2 separate regions of the Mus musculus genome follow, and region 1 is linked to region 2. The links are chromatin contacts, called in public Hi-C maps. All regions are on one chromosome and are shown on one strand. Each heading gives the region's core, a stretch centred on a gene start, on an enhancer-like site or on the middle of the called end of the contact. The rest is flanking DNA. Distances are from core to core; before and after follow the strand shown. Region 1 overlaps Lrmda (leucine rich melanocyte differentiation associated). Region 2 has its middle 19 kb from the start of A330001L22Rik.

The links. A called contact is a pair of places that touch in the nucleus more often than the background predicts.
Region 1: a contact with region 2 is called in a Hi-C map of muscle stem cells, with 4 times the contacts expected there. The contact joins two enhancer-like sites. A contact is called at or near these places in 5 of 39 promoter capture datasets (the C10 cell line, the HPC-7 cell line, HPC-7-derived erythroid cells and 3 more), 2 of 15 datasets of contacts at CTCF or cohesin (embryonic stem cells and stem cell-derived epiblast-like cells), 54 of 484 Hi-C or Micro-C datasets (the AML12 cell line, B cells, the BV-2 cell line and 39 more), 10 of 115 datasets of contacts at active chromatin or transcription factors (craniofacial prominence, embryonic basal ganglia, embryonic forebrain and 7 more) and 2 of 9 other capture datasets (embryonic tail and embryonic trunk).

What each region holds. Positions count from the first base shown.
Region 1 is chr14:22,811,004-22,817,139 of GRCm38.p6, forward strand. All of the region lies in intron 5 of Lrmda (leucine rich melanocyte differentiation associated), which reads left to right. Among named protein-coding and RNA genes, the nearest start is that of Gm30926, 13 kb to the left of the region's middle. Within about 2 kb of position 3,153, at least 82 of the 459 cell types and tissues checked have an H3K27ac peak or open chromatin away from gene starts, as enhancers often do. A contact at or near this core is called in the STO cell line and muscle stem cells, where this site is marked.
Region 2 is chr14:21,967,401-21,973,875 of GRCm38.p6, forward strand. No RefSeq gene overlaps it. Among named protein-coding and RNA genes, the nearest start is that of A330001L22Rik, 19 kb to the right of the region's middle. Within about 2 kb of position 1,766, at least 18 of the 459 cell types and tissues checked have an H3K27ac peak or open chromatin away from gene starts, as enhancers often do. A contact at or near this core is called in the STO cell line and muscle stem cells, where this site is marked.

The DNA.
Region 1 (6,136 bases), core at 1,903-4,402, 840 kb after region 2:
TTATTTAGAATTTGTTCACAAATTAGGAATTAATATTAATCTTTCAAAGAAAGACTGTGTTTGTTTGAACGTAGCTCCTTGGACCTCTGTCCTCCTCTCTGAAGTTAACAATTTGTACATACACCCTCATCTTTGTGGTCCTTTGAAAGGTCCAGACCTGCAGATAGCCAAGTTGCATGCTGCTGCTTCAGAGCTGAGCTGTCCTGGTGTAGATAGGCCACATCGGTAGCTCTAGCTCAGGAGGGTTGATTAGACTAATGGAATGCTGCATGTGTGGTAGATACTGCTAAGTCTCTGAATAGAGAACCTTGCCTGTTTTCTTTAAATCTTTAGTGGGAAGCACATGTCATGTTTTACAAGTGGTCGGTATCCGCTAGGATCCTAGTTTCAACTCCTCTCATCCATGCTAATAGCATTAGGGAATCTCCTCAATTGCCCAGGTCCTGTGGTCCTCAGGCACTAAGAGCAATCAATGGCCCTCGGTTTTTGGCTGTACTCAGAGGAAGTATCCACAAATCTATTCACGAGCGACAAGGGCAGTAGAAAGGAACAGTGTCTGAATGGCAGAATGACAGGGACATGCCTTTGAAAATTAGTACGTTAGAAACCATTTGGTAGACATTTGAAGTTTTTGTAGATAATGTTTTTCATATAAAAAGGGATTTTTTTTCTAGAATATTTCTCCCAAGAGAATTCTCTACCTTGTTCTTTTCACTGTCACATGTTCTCATATTGTGTTATATGGTCTTAGTCTGGGCAGAACGTCAGTGCCACATCCTTCCAGAGATGCACCGTGAAGCTGCTCGGTGGTTGCCAATTAGTGATTAGACCTTGCATATAATTCCTGACTTATATAAAACCAGCAGAACTAAGTTTCACTTTATCCCTGTGTGTGTGTGTGTGTGTGTGCACGCGTGCGTGTGTGTTTGGGGGAGATTGAGTTTTTAGCCTGCTTGGCTTCTTTCCAATGTTGCACCATGATCTATGCCGTTACTCCCTTCCCCTCTCACCTTGCTGTTCCTTTAGATGAGTGTTTCTACTTTTTATCTTCTATGAGTTCCTCAAGTTTATTATAGAAGACGTGTATGCTAAAGCTGATTGTGACTGAGAGCCTGGAAAGGATAAAATTGTGCAAGGGTTCTGAGGAAATGTTTCTGGATATGGAGACTGAAGACTGGCCTATTGAACAATGGCTTCCCTGTGGTCTGAAGATGACAGTAAGATGCTCTCAGTTTCTGGGATGCAGGAACAGTCTCTAAAACCTTATGTCAAAGGCTGTCTGCTATTTAAGGGGAGTTTGCTCTTCTGGCCTTTTTGATGTTTATTATATAACTATAGATTCTCAATAGTTACTTCTAGGGAGACACTGTCTCACCCCCTTAATCAGCTGTAACTTGGGGTAGGGGAGTCACTAACCTCCCAGCTAGGTGCATGCACATGACTGACTCTCACTTGGAGCCCAGTGTAGTCTCTCAGAGATGGACATGCAATTCAAGCAGACCATGGATTCCCAAACTTTGCTTGAAACTTATTTCCTTGGTGCCTTTGAATTGAATTTCATTGAACATGACTAAACCAGTAATCTTTTCTCCCCTGGAGTGTTGGACAAGAGAGACTCTGCCACCCACCCTGGATATGTGGGAAATGGTTCCTGTTGTGCCATAGTCATCAACAGCATGGGAAACAATTCTATTTCTGTAATTAAAAACAAAAACAACAAATAAACAAAAACAAGACCTATATTCAGTCTTTCTACAAAAGTCCCAAAGCCCCAAACAACCCCCTCATGACTTTGTCTCTCTACTTTAAAGATGTGCTTCTAGATGGGAATGTTGATGCTTGGTGACTCCTCCATCTTTCATGTTAATGAGGTCTGTGAGTCAGCCCTGGCCCTCTGGTCCTGACAGTCAAGAAGGCATGCCGAGCCCTCGGGACAAGCTCTGCTCTTATCCTTCCAAGATTTCTTCCATATATGGCAGTTGCTCGACTGCTAAAGTACGCACAGAGGCAATGGTGGCTTCCTTCTGCCCCAATTGAGACATAAGGACAAAAACATGGTTTTTAAGTCACTGGGCCTGGAGATGTATGGGGACTGAAGAGGACAAGCATGCATGGGGCTTCCCTACCGGGTCCAAGCCCTGCCTTCAAACAAATCAATTCTGCCTTCAGAGAGCTCTCGGCTGCCTTGTGATTATGTTTGTGTAAAGTCTTGGGGTCTTTGATCAAAGAATGGCCTTTCAGGCCAGACTCTAATCCTCCCTGTCTTAAGGTGTTTAAATGTTTTGCTCTCTCTCTCTCTCTCTCTCTCTCTCTCTCTCTCTCTCTCTCCTTTCTCCTTTCTTTTTCTTCTTTTTTTTTTTTTTTAAAGTTGATAACAGCTGTGATTTAAGTTTGCCTCTGCAGCTTTTGTTTTGAAAGCTTCTATTCTCAGTGGCTTCCCTTTTGGAGGCCAGGATGGATCATTGGGTAAACTCAAAAGCGAAAGAGGATATGGGCGGAAGTGGGCGGAGACTCTGAATTCATCTCCTGAGGAAGAATGTTTGATCAGTGGGGAGGATGGAACCTCTGGGGCTGACAGCAGGCACCTTTGGGAGGCGGGTGTGATTGGCACCTTTGAAGCCTCCTTGGGATCCCGAGTCCAGTGGGTCAGGAGCTTCCTCTGTCTGTGGGTGGTGGTAGTAATAATGTCGCAGCTCAGAGGATTAATTGCAGACAAGCAGCAGGATTATGAGGGGGTCTCCAGGGCTCTAAAAGAACACTTGGAGGCAAGCCTCTGATCTGTCGGCCTTGGAGGAAATTAGTGAGAGCCAGCTTTTTTTTTCTTTTTTCTTTTTTTTTTAAGACGTTTAGGATATTAAAGTGAAATGTGAAGAGGATATTGAAATAGGGAGATAGCTTTGCCAGGGGGTAGGGGTGGGGGCGGTGCTGTTACCCAAATGCAATGTCCCCCCTCTCTCTACTGGGAATGTGCAAAGTTTAACCCATTTACGCAGACTCCTTATAGAAATGCAAAGGAATTGGTATAAGCCATACAATACATTACAGAAGGCAGCCTGGCTTTGCCTTGGGACCTAAGTTTGTGTGAGAGGCATGCTTCCCCTTCTAGGCCAGGTTTCAGAATATCCTGACAATGAATCTCCAGGTACAACTTTAAAACAAGTCAGGGCAGTACTGATGCCGTATCTACATTAGCTATCTATTGTATATTTTACTTCTTACCCTTCTGGTTCCAGTCGGGATGCTGCCAATAAATCCTGTGTTACCATTAAAGAGGCCATTCATCACGCGTCCTAATGCGATTAATCAAGATACACCACAGTCCCCTTAAAATGAGATCATTTTGATAAATCATGTATGACATGAAAAGACTTTATTCCTTTTAAGTGCAATTTAGACTGTAATTTTTTCCCTCATTCATGATTCATGGGAGAAACATGGATAAAATTCCCTTGCACAGTTACACCTTATCTACAGCCATAACTCAAAACTGCTTTTAGATGAAAATTCAGAGTCTTATTCACCAAAGCTGAATGCCAGCTCATTATTTTCTGGCATTCAGTAGTCCAAAAATAATGTCCGCGCATTAAACAGCATTCTCTAAAAAAGAAGGAAAAAAAGAAAAAGTTAGAACTGGCTAGGCACCAGGCCCATCAATTATACCCTGTCATCTTTAATAAGGAAGATATATCAGATGTCCTCTTGGAGAGTCTGTAAGAGCTCAGCCTTCTCTGCCCCCATTTAGAATGATCTGGAAACAAAAATGGCGGTGACAGAAAAGGCAAGGTTTCAGCTACCTCCCAGGACTAATCTGTTGCTCAAGGCTCGAAAGAGTTGGATTTTGTGTTCCTCTCCCTGGTATGGGTCTTGCTTTCTTCCCCATGCTTACCCCCCCTCCCTCGTTCAGAAGTGACTCTCCCATTTTGTGACGTCTGAGTCTGAGACACAGCCACTACCCCACAGCTGTCACAATAATTTGGGGAACTATATTCATAAGCCTCCAATAGAAAAGTAATTCGAAAATGTGCCTTCTGGTGAGATCCATCAAGTTTAAGGTCACATTTTTGGTTAAAAGGCAGACACTGATGCTATTCATTAAGCTGGGAAACGGCTTGTTTCCCACTAACATTGAAATAAACTCTGGATGAATGTGTAGTCATGCTGGCGCGTGCTCACAGAGGAAGCCAAGGGAAAAGGCAGAGCTGTTTACTTTGGACACGTGAAATCAACAGACTTTCAGGCCTTGCTTAAGACAGGGGCTTGAGAAGATTGGCTAAAACAAAAGAGGACAATTAGAAGCTCACTTGCTTCATAGAGAGACGATATGTGAAGGATCTGCAGTCTCAGAGTTAGAGATCCTCTTGTGCATCTTCAACCCTGGTACCTGTGAATAAGGACCTAACAGTCATGTAGCTTAATCCTCCTGCTGTTCTTGGGGATGTGTTTCGAGGAGTGAAGCAACGCACAATCTTTGGATCAGGATTTGGGCTAACTCAGTGTTACTCATAGCATACACATATCCTATGCAACCCCTTATAACAGAGCGAACATGACAGTTTATTTGCAGTGTCCTGTATGTAGTAATGGTTTCCTAACTAGTCGGACACTCAAGCAAAGATGCCTTGTACCTTAGTCACTTTTTTTATTTTAAATTCATGTGGTTATTTTTTATTGCACTTAGTTCTGTGTCACATAGGCCATTTCTGTGGAAGTGGATGACGCACACTGAGCACACCCCCTTTCTCACATCGATCCTCCCCTTGGTCTGTTGCACTAGTGAGTTTCTCTTGTACTTGCACACCATCTGTACATATATGATTGTCTGTATCTTTACAAACCTTGCGATCCACAAAGAAGAGAAAACATGCAGTACGTATCTTTCTGAGGCTGACTTATTCACTTACTGTAGCTACTTCAGTTGCATCCATTTCCCGGTTAATGGTGTAACTTCATCCTTTTTTAATGGCTTGAAATGTTCCATTGTGCAAGTGCTCCATGCTTTCTTCCTCTGTTCCTCTGCTGTTGGACAGATAGGTAGTTCCCATAACTTAGCTACTGTGAGTAATGCCACAGCAAGCACTGATGTGTAAGTGTCTGGATAATAAGTTTTTAATTCTTAAAAAATTGTATTCATTGGTGCATGTGGCTGTGTGTGTGTGTGTGTGTGTGTGTGTGTGTGTGTGTGTGTGTGTGATGTACATGTTTGAACATGTATCTTGCTGTGTACACCTGGACCAGAAAACAACTTGTAGCAGTGAGTTCTCTCCTCCCACCATGAGGGTCCCTCTGGATATTGAATTCAGTGTGTCTAGCTCAACAGCCAGCACCTTTACCCACTGAGCTGAGTCACCACCACCCACGGTGATAAGTCTTTTCACATAGAACTCACTCTGTAGCTAAGACTAGCCTTGAACTTTTAACAACCCCCTTCCAAAACTTTACCAAAGTTGGGTTTGTAAGCAGGAGCCACTATACCCAGCCACATTCACATTTAAATGGAACCTTTAAGATTTTCCTTCCTCATATAAAGATTGGGTTAACAATTTCAGGTTGGCCTGGCAAGACAGCTCAGTGTGGAGAGCACTTGCTACTCTTGAAAAGGCTCCTGCTTCATTTCCAGAGCCTCTGTCTGGTAGCCTACAACTACCCGTAATTTCAGCTTTGAGAAATGCAGTGTCCTCTTTTTCTCTCTGTGTGCACAGACATGGCATACATTCACACACACACACACACACACACACACACACACACACACAATATTTAAAAATAGACTAAGAGGCCATTAAGATTGTCCTTATCTGTTTAGATTTCTGTTTCATATTGATAACTTTCTGTGCATTTGAAAGTTTGAATTATCTCATTTAAAAAGCTTCCCAGAGACTCAAGAGATGGGTCAGGGGTTAAGGGCACTTATTGCCACTGCAGAGGACCTGGGTTCAGTTACCAGCACCCACCTGGCTGCTCTCAGCCACATGTTAACTCCAATTCCATGGAATCGGATGCACTCTCTTGGACTCCATAGGCTCCTACTCATACATGGTGTACATAAACCCATAAAGGCTCACACACACATATACAAATACATAAAAACATAAGTATTTAAAAATAAATACATTAAAAAGTTCCTAACCATAATAAC
Region 2 (6,475 bases), core at 516-3,015:
GAATGTAGGGAAGAAATATGGGTGGGTGACAGGGTTTTTAATGGTGCCTCACCTTAAATGCATTTTAAAATATGTAAATCAATAAAAAATTATTTGTAATAGCAGCCTAAGAGTGCTGGTTAGCCTGGCGCAGAGTGAAATGCATGCTCCAAGCCCTATTACCATACATCGTGGGAGCTGTAGTTAGGATTAATCTGTCAAAGGGGATGGTTTAGTGTTGATGAATATGACATGTGACCATTAACGATGTTGATTTTATCTCCCGAGATTAGCATGATTTACTTCGGATGGATAATAATGTCATTTGCTTGATGCAGTAGATCTGTTTACGAGCTGATTAAATTGTAAGGCCTTGCCTCATTTCATGCTATTTGGTTTACAGCTTCATTACCACAATCACAAAAGCTGGGGAAATGTCCCACACTTCATGTCACAATAAATCACCGCTTCACGTTGCCGGGATGGATTTGAGCGGTTCTGCCCAGCATGGACCATTCTTGGCTCCCCACTAATCTATGATCCAGAATACATTAGGAGGATCTTTGGGACCATGCGAGCAAGATGGGGCAGGGATCTGGGTGGATCTACCCCCCCCCCCCCCCCAGTTGAAGGAAATCCTTGAGTAATTAGGTGTAACAAATTACTTTATTATTTAGACAGGGAAGAGACTGTTTTTGTTGTAAGGGGTGATCACAGCAAGTATGCAAACCAGAGCAGAGCCCAGAGACAATTGCCAGTGTTACCCTGGGATCCTTTGTTCTGTGAGAGGAGCTGTCTGCAGGCAAGGTATGCAGGGTGCTGTGCCTAGATGCTTGTCCCTACCAGGCCAGCATCTTCCAAGAGGAATGAGAGAAAAGAGTGTAGGTCCTCACCCTAGGCACCTCTGGGTGGGAGTGGATGAAGGGGGGTGGGCTGAAGCAGTAGTTGGCATATGGTGACCATTTTACTCCATCCAACCTCATATCCACTAGGTGGTAGTCATGCCTAGGGGCGTTCAAGGTGGAAGACAGGGCCGTATGTCTTTCCCGGATGCAAAGTAGGGAACAACTGCTCAAGTGACTGTCCACATGTCTGGAATGTGGACACAGGGCTTTGAGTTCCCACTGGGTTTGCTCTTATCCCACAAGGTTGGGATCATTGCTGTCGCCGTAGGTTATAGGTGGGGAAACTGAGGCCTGGGGGCTATGTGCTCAAGTCACAAGCTGGAATTGGAACCCAAGAAGTGGAGCTCTAGAAATCTACACATCTGCTGCCCTGCTGTTGGCCTTCAGGGGATCCTCAGAGTTCTGCCTTTTGTCTCTGGGACTGAACGAAGCCCATGGTCCAGAATGGGCTGTGTTCACTGGAACCAGAGCACTGGCACCAGCTCTCCAGGGTAGCCTTGGCGGAACCAAGGAGGCTGTAAGGTGGCCTCGCCAGAAACAGATGTCTCACAGGATGAAGTTCCGCTTTTGCTGAACTCAGTGTCTCTAAGACAGCAAGAAATCATGGGAAGTAAGCACAACCCCCTGAAAACCCTACAGAACTGGGAATGTCATTCTGAAGATCTATGTTAATATTTCTGAGTTTGAGACTTGGCTGTCACGTCTGTGCATCATGCAACCTGAACCCAGAACCCATTATTGTCCCTTTAGGACAGAGGTCAGCCACCTGGCAGGCACAGAGACTAGCTCTGAGCTCTTCAGGCAAACAGTCTGTAGCGTGGTCTTCAGAGGGTTTAGGAGACACCCAGAATTCCAGGAGGGGGCGCCCTTGAGCTATGATGGAAGGCTGCAGCTTAGGACCCCTCTGGTTCCTCTCCAGGCTTGTTCCAAAGAGGCCTCTGTTTAGGCCTCCTGAGGTGTGGGGAGGGGACATGGTGTGTGCTCCTGGGAACACTGGGGTTTCTGTGTCTTGGACTCACTGCCTTCTCCTGACGATAGTGAAGACACATTCCCAACTCACAAATAATAACACCACACACACACACACACACACACACACACACACACACACACACACACAGTGTCATTTGGGCCTGTCCCAAAGCAAGCATGCCCTTCCACTGCAGCCAGGCTCCATACCCACACATATACCCTATTGGCACACTCACACAAATGCCCAGGGATTCCAGAACACAGTTCTCTTTGATGCCTTCCTCTTACTCGATGCCCACACAGCTACCATATCCCAGCAACCCCAGTAATGCTTTAAAGGTTACATAGTACTGCATAACTCCCCATAGTTACATAGTTACATAGTACTGCATAACTCCCCATAGTTACATAGTTACATAGTACTGCATAACTCCCCATAGTTCCTGGCTTTGGTGCAAATCTGAAACCACCTGCATCTCAGCACTTTTACCTCTGTAGGCTGTGTTGCTCCACCTTCCTGCTGGTCCTCTGGGCTGTCATCATCATTCTGCCTGACAGTAGAGGTCCTCACATAAGCATCTTGAATGAAAGTTGAGTGTGCTTCTGGGAGCCCAGAGACCTTGCAGTCTTTGTTGCCCAAAGTCCCCCACCCCTGCCTCCTGACTGCTCCTTTTGGCTCCTGGAGGTGGAGATAGATGCCTGATTTTAGTGGGGGACATCCAGGGACCACCAAGGTGGGGTGGGGGGCTAGGAACTCAACAGCAGTGTGGCAGAGCTTCTGGAGAAAGGAAGAGCAAGGTGAAGTTATGCAAGAGTCTAAGGTGGGTGAGGCCAGCCCAGGGCATCGCTTCTCTGTGGAATGGACACATTTCTTGGCCGGGGATGAGATTCTAGTCTTTGTCAGTCATCTATTGCTACAAATAAAGATCCCCAGGTTTCATGACTTTAAAACACTAGCATTTATTTTGTTCTTTCATCTCTGTTTGGGATGTGGTGTGGTCAAGAGGGTCTGGTCTCCCTCAGTTTTGCTCAGTCAGGTGGGGTGGCCCCAAAGCAGCACAGAAGCCTCAGGGACTTCATTTACTCCAGTCTAGCAGGGAATGGGGCCGTGACAGGAGCAGATGGCTCGACACCCCCACGTGTTTGCTTGCCTTCTTCAGTATGGTGACTGGGGTGAGAGTGTACCGTGAGTGTACCGTGAGATACAGGGATGGTGCTGGTAGGTTAGAGTACACTCAGTAGAAGGCCCTCCTGCTTTGAGCTCTGCCTTAGTTCAGCTCCCCCCCCCCCATCCCTGGGGACAGATCACCGTCACCCAGCTTCAGCTCCTTCCCCACTGGGACTCTCAGGTGTACATCTCTGGTTTTCATCTCATGCAGGCACCAGAAACTTAACCCATCTAAGCCAAGCCTAGGGGTTCATGCCTGGAAGGAATCTCAACACAAGAGAAGTTGAGGCAGGAGGATTTCAGTGAGTTTAAGGCTTGACTTATGTAGTGAGTTCTAGATCAGCATGGGCTACAGTGTGAGATCCTGTATCAAAATACCACTGTTGTGTTTTATAAAAAAAGATGTGTTTGATAGAACGCAGTATGGTGAGGTGAGAAGGCTGCCTCTGTGGGCCCCTGCTGGGCACCCCTTCCTCCTGAGGGACCAGCCATGAGAGAGGTTTAGTATAGAATAGAGTTTATTTAGGGTATGAGAAGGGGAGCTGGGAAGGGAGGAGAGAGAGAGAGAGAGAGAGAGAGAGAGAGAGGTAGGGGGAAGGGAAGGGAAGTGAGGGAAGGGAAGTGAGGGAAGGGGAGGGAAGGGGAGGGAAGGGGAGGGAAGGGGAGGGAAGGGAAGGGAAGGGAAAGGAAGGGAAGGGAAGGGGAGGGGAGGGGAGGGGAGGGAAGGGGAGGGAAGGGAATGGAAGGGAAGGGAAGGGAAGGGAAGGGGAGGGCAGGGCAGGGCAGGGCAGGGCAGGGGAGGGGAGGGGAGGGAAGGGAAGGGAAGGGAAGGGAAGGGAAGGGAAGGGAAGGGAAGGGAAGAGGCCAGCTAGGAACATGTGTAGGGGGACGAGAGGGAGAAAGGGATCAGGGAGAGAAGACAGTCAGGAAGAGAAGGGGCAGAGAGAGCCAGGAGGGGACCCACAGGTTCCCCCTTATAAAACGATTTATTTATTTATTATGTAAGTGAGTACACTGTTGCTATCTTCAGACACACCAGAAGAGGGCACCGGATCTCCATTACAGATGGTTGTGAGCCACCATGTGGTTGCTGGGAATTGAACTCAGGACCCCTGGAAGAACAGTTAGTGTTCTTAACCACTGAACCATCTCTCCAGCCCACACAGCCCTTTTTATAGCAAGCCCAGCCTACCTGACTATTGCTAGGTAACTAACTGTTAGGCAGAGCCTAGAAGCAATGCTACCAACCACTGTCAGGGCTGGAGAGCTGGCTCAGGAGCTAAAAGTGCATGCTGCTTTTGCAAAGGACCCCAGTTCAGTTCTCAGTGCCTACACTGGCAGCTCACAGCCATTCACAACTTCAGCTCCACATACCCTATCACTTGAGAGAGAAACTAGGCTGATGGGAGTAGCTATGTGTGTGGGGTGCAGGGTGCAGGTTGTCTCTTGGTTCCCAAGGCATCTTCTCTCTCTCACCCTCCCTCCTCCTCCTCCTCCCTCCCTCTCTGTGTGCTCTGTGGTTTCTGACTGTGGCTAGCTCACATCTCTCTGAGCCTCTGGAACATCGTCAGATTGGTGTCTGTCTCTCGCCCACCACTATGCTACCATGTGATACCATTCTTCTGCTCAAGGACTCTTGATGGCTCCCTGGTGCCTCCTGAAGAACAGGACACTATCTGTCCTGCCTCCAAGGCTTAGATCTCACCAGTCCCTCCTCCTCCATCCCATATCCTCACTTTCTACCTTTTAATGGTTGCTCATACCTGAGCTGCTACCTCTCTGATGAGTCTCATGTCTTCCAGCTGGGACGAGCACTGGACTTGCCCACGGCGGTAACTCTTTCCAAAACCACAGCGCTGGGCAGGGAGCTACTTGAGGACAGAGATCATGCCTTGGTTATTTTTCTACTGCCTCCACGCAAAAGACAAGGCTGTGTATACAGTAGGCACTCAGCTTTCCAGTGGGTGCTCCCTGTCCAGGGCCAGGGACTCAGCACTCTGCTAAGCTCTAGCCTGCTCACAGGCAAGCAAACTGCTTTTCTTCTTGCCTTTTGGGGTTTCTCAGTGAGATAGCCTTCACACACCTGCATCTCTTGACATTATGTAGGCTCCAGGGTATAGAACCTGTGAATAAAAGAACAGACTCTATCAAAAATGTGTTGGAGTAAGATGGGATTGCCTTTCATCTTAGCCCTAATGTTTATTAGACATGTGACTTCAGGCATGTTACTTAACCTCTCTGGGCCTCAGTTTCTCTCTTGATAGAACACTTACCTTCTAGAAAGCTTGTGGGAGTCAGAAAGATAATACGTTAAAAGCATTTAATGTAGTGCTCAGTGCGAAGAAAATACTTATTAAATAGCAATAATAATTGTAATCTTATGTCTTCCTAGGGAGTGTGGTCGGAAGGCCCTAGGGCAGGCTGCATCCTAGGCCTGGCCCCTTGGAATTCTTGCTGTAGTGGGCAGAGGTACAAAGTCAGAGATGTATATTGTCACACTGCCCCTTCCTCTACCTCCCCTAGGCTATTTGCTGGATGCATCCAGAAGGTGCAGAAACTGGCACTCAGAACTTGGTAGAAGGCAGGGAGAGGCTGGGTTAAATCAGATCTGATCAGTCTATATCAATAGGCTAGGGTCCAGTGTCAGGGGCACAGAATAGGCAGAATATAGGACTTTCATGTAGCTGAGGGCTCCCCATATGAGCTGGGCTGCCTGGAACACGCAATGGTATGTTTGTTGTAGTGTAAAGAATCTAAAATGGGTGACACAAGGGGTACCACAGTAGGGTCAAAGCAGAGGCTACACACCCCCTAAATGGTCACTCATCAAGTTCCTGGCAGCAGACATGTTCCTTCCTCATTAGCAGGGAGGTGACTTCTGCTTCCATGGAATAGCCCCATGGCAAGCTGGTAAATGTCCAGAAAATTGCTCTCTGGGAAATAAGTGCTTTCAGTTTCTATTACAGTGTTTGACAATTGCCTTAGTGTAAATATTCCTAGCTTGATCATGCTACCAATATAACAGTACTGAGTGAGGTATGGGGAAAAATGTGCCCAATTGGTGTTTGGGCCAGCAAAGCTGATTCTGGCATACCACTGGGTGGGGACTGACCTTGGGGTCTTGGGGAACAGAGGAATATGTGGCCTCCTCATAACTAGAAGGAAAGGCCAATGTGCTGCACATTGAAGTACAGAAACAGCAGCCTCAATGTAAGTCCTAGCTCTGTGTCCTCTTGGCTGTGTGGCCTTGAACGAGTCATTCCATCTCTGCCATGTGTCGTTTTTTCATCTGAAAAATGGGGCTATCACAGTTCTGAGGGTCAGGTGATAGTGAATCCTGCTCTGTGGGTTGACCCAGACATCACACATTACTGTTAACCACATGGAAGATTTGGAATGTCTTCATGGTCATTTAGAAAGGAAAACCTGACAGTCCTTAGGGGGATTGTCT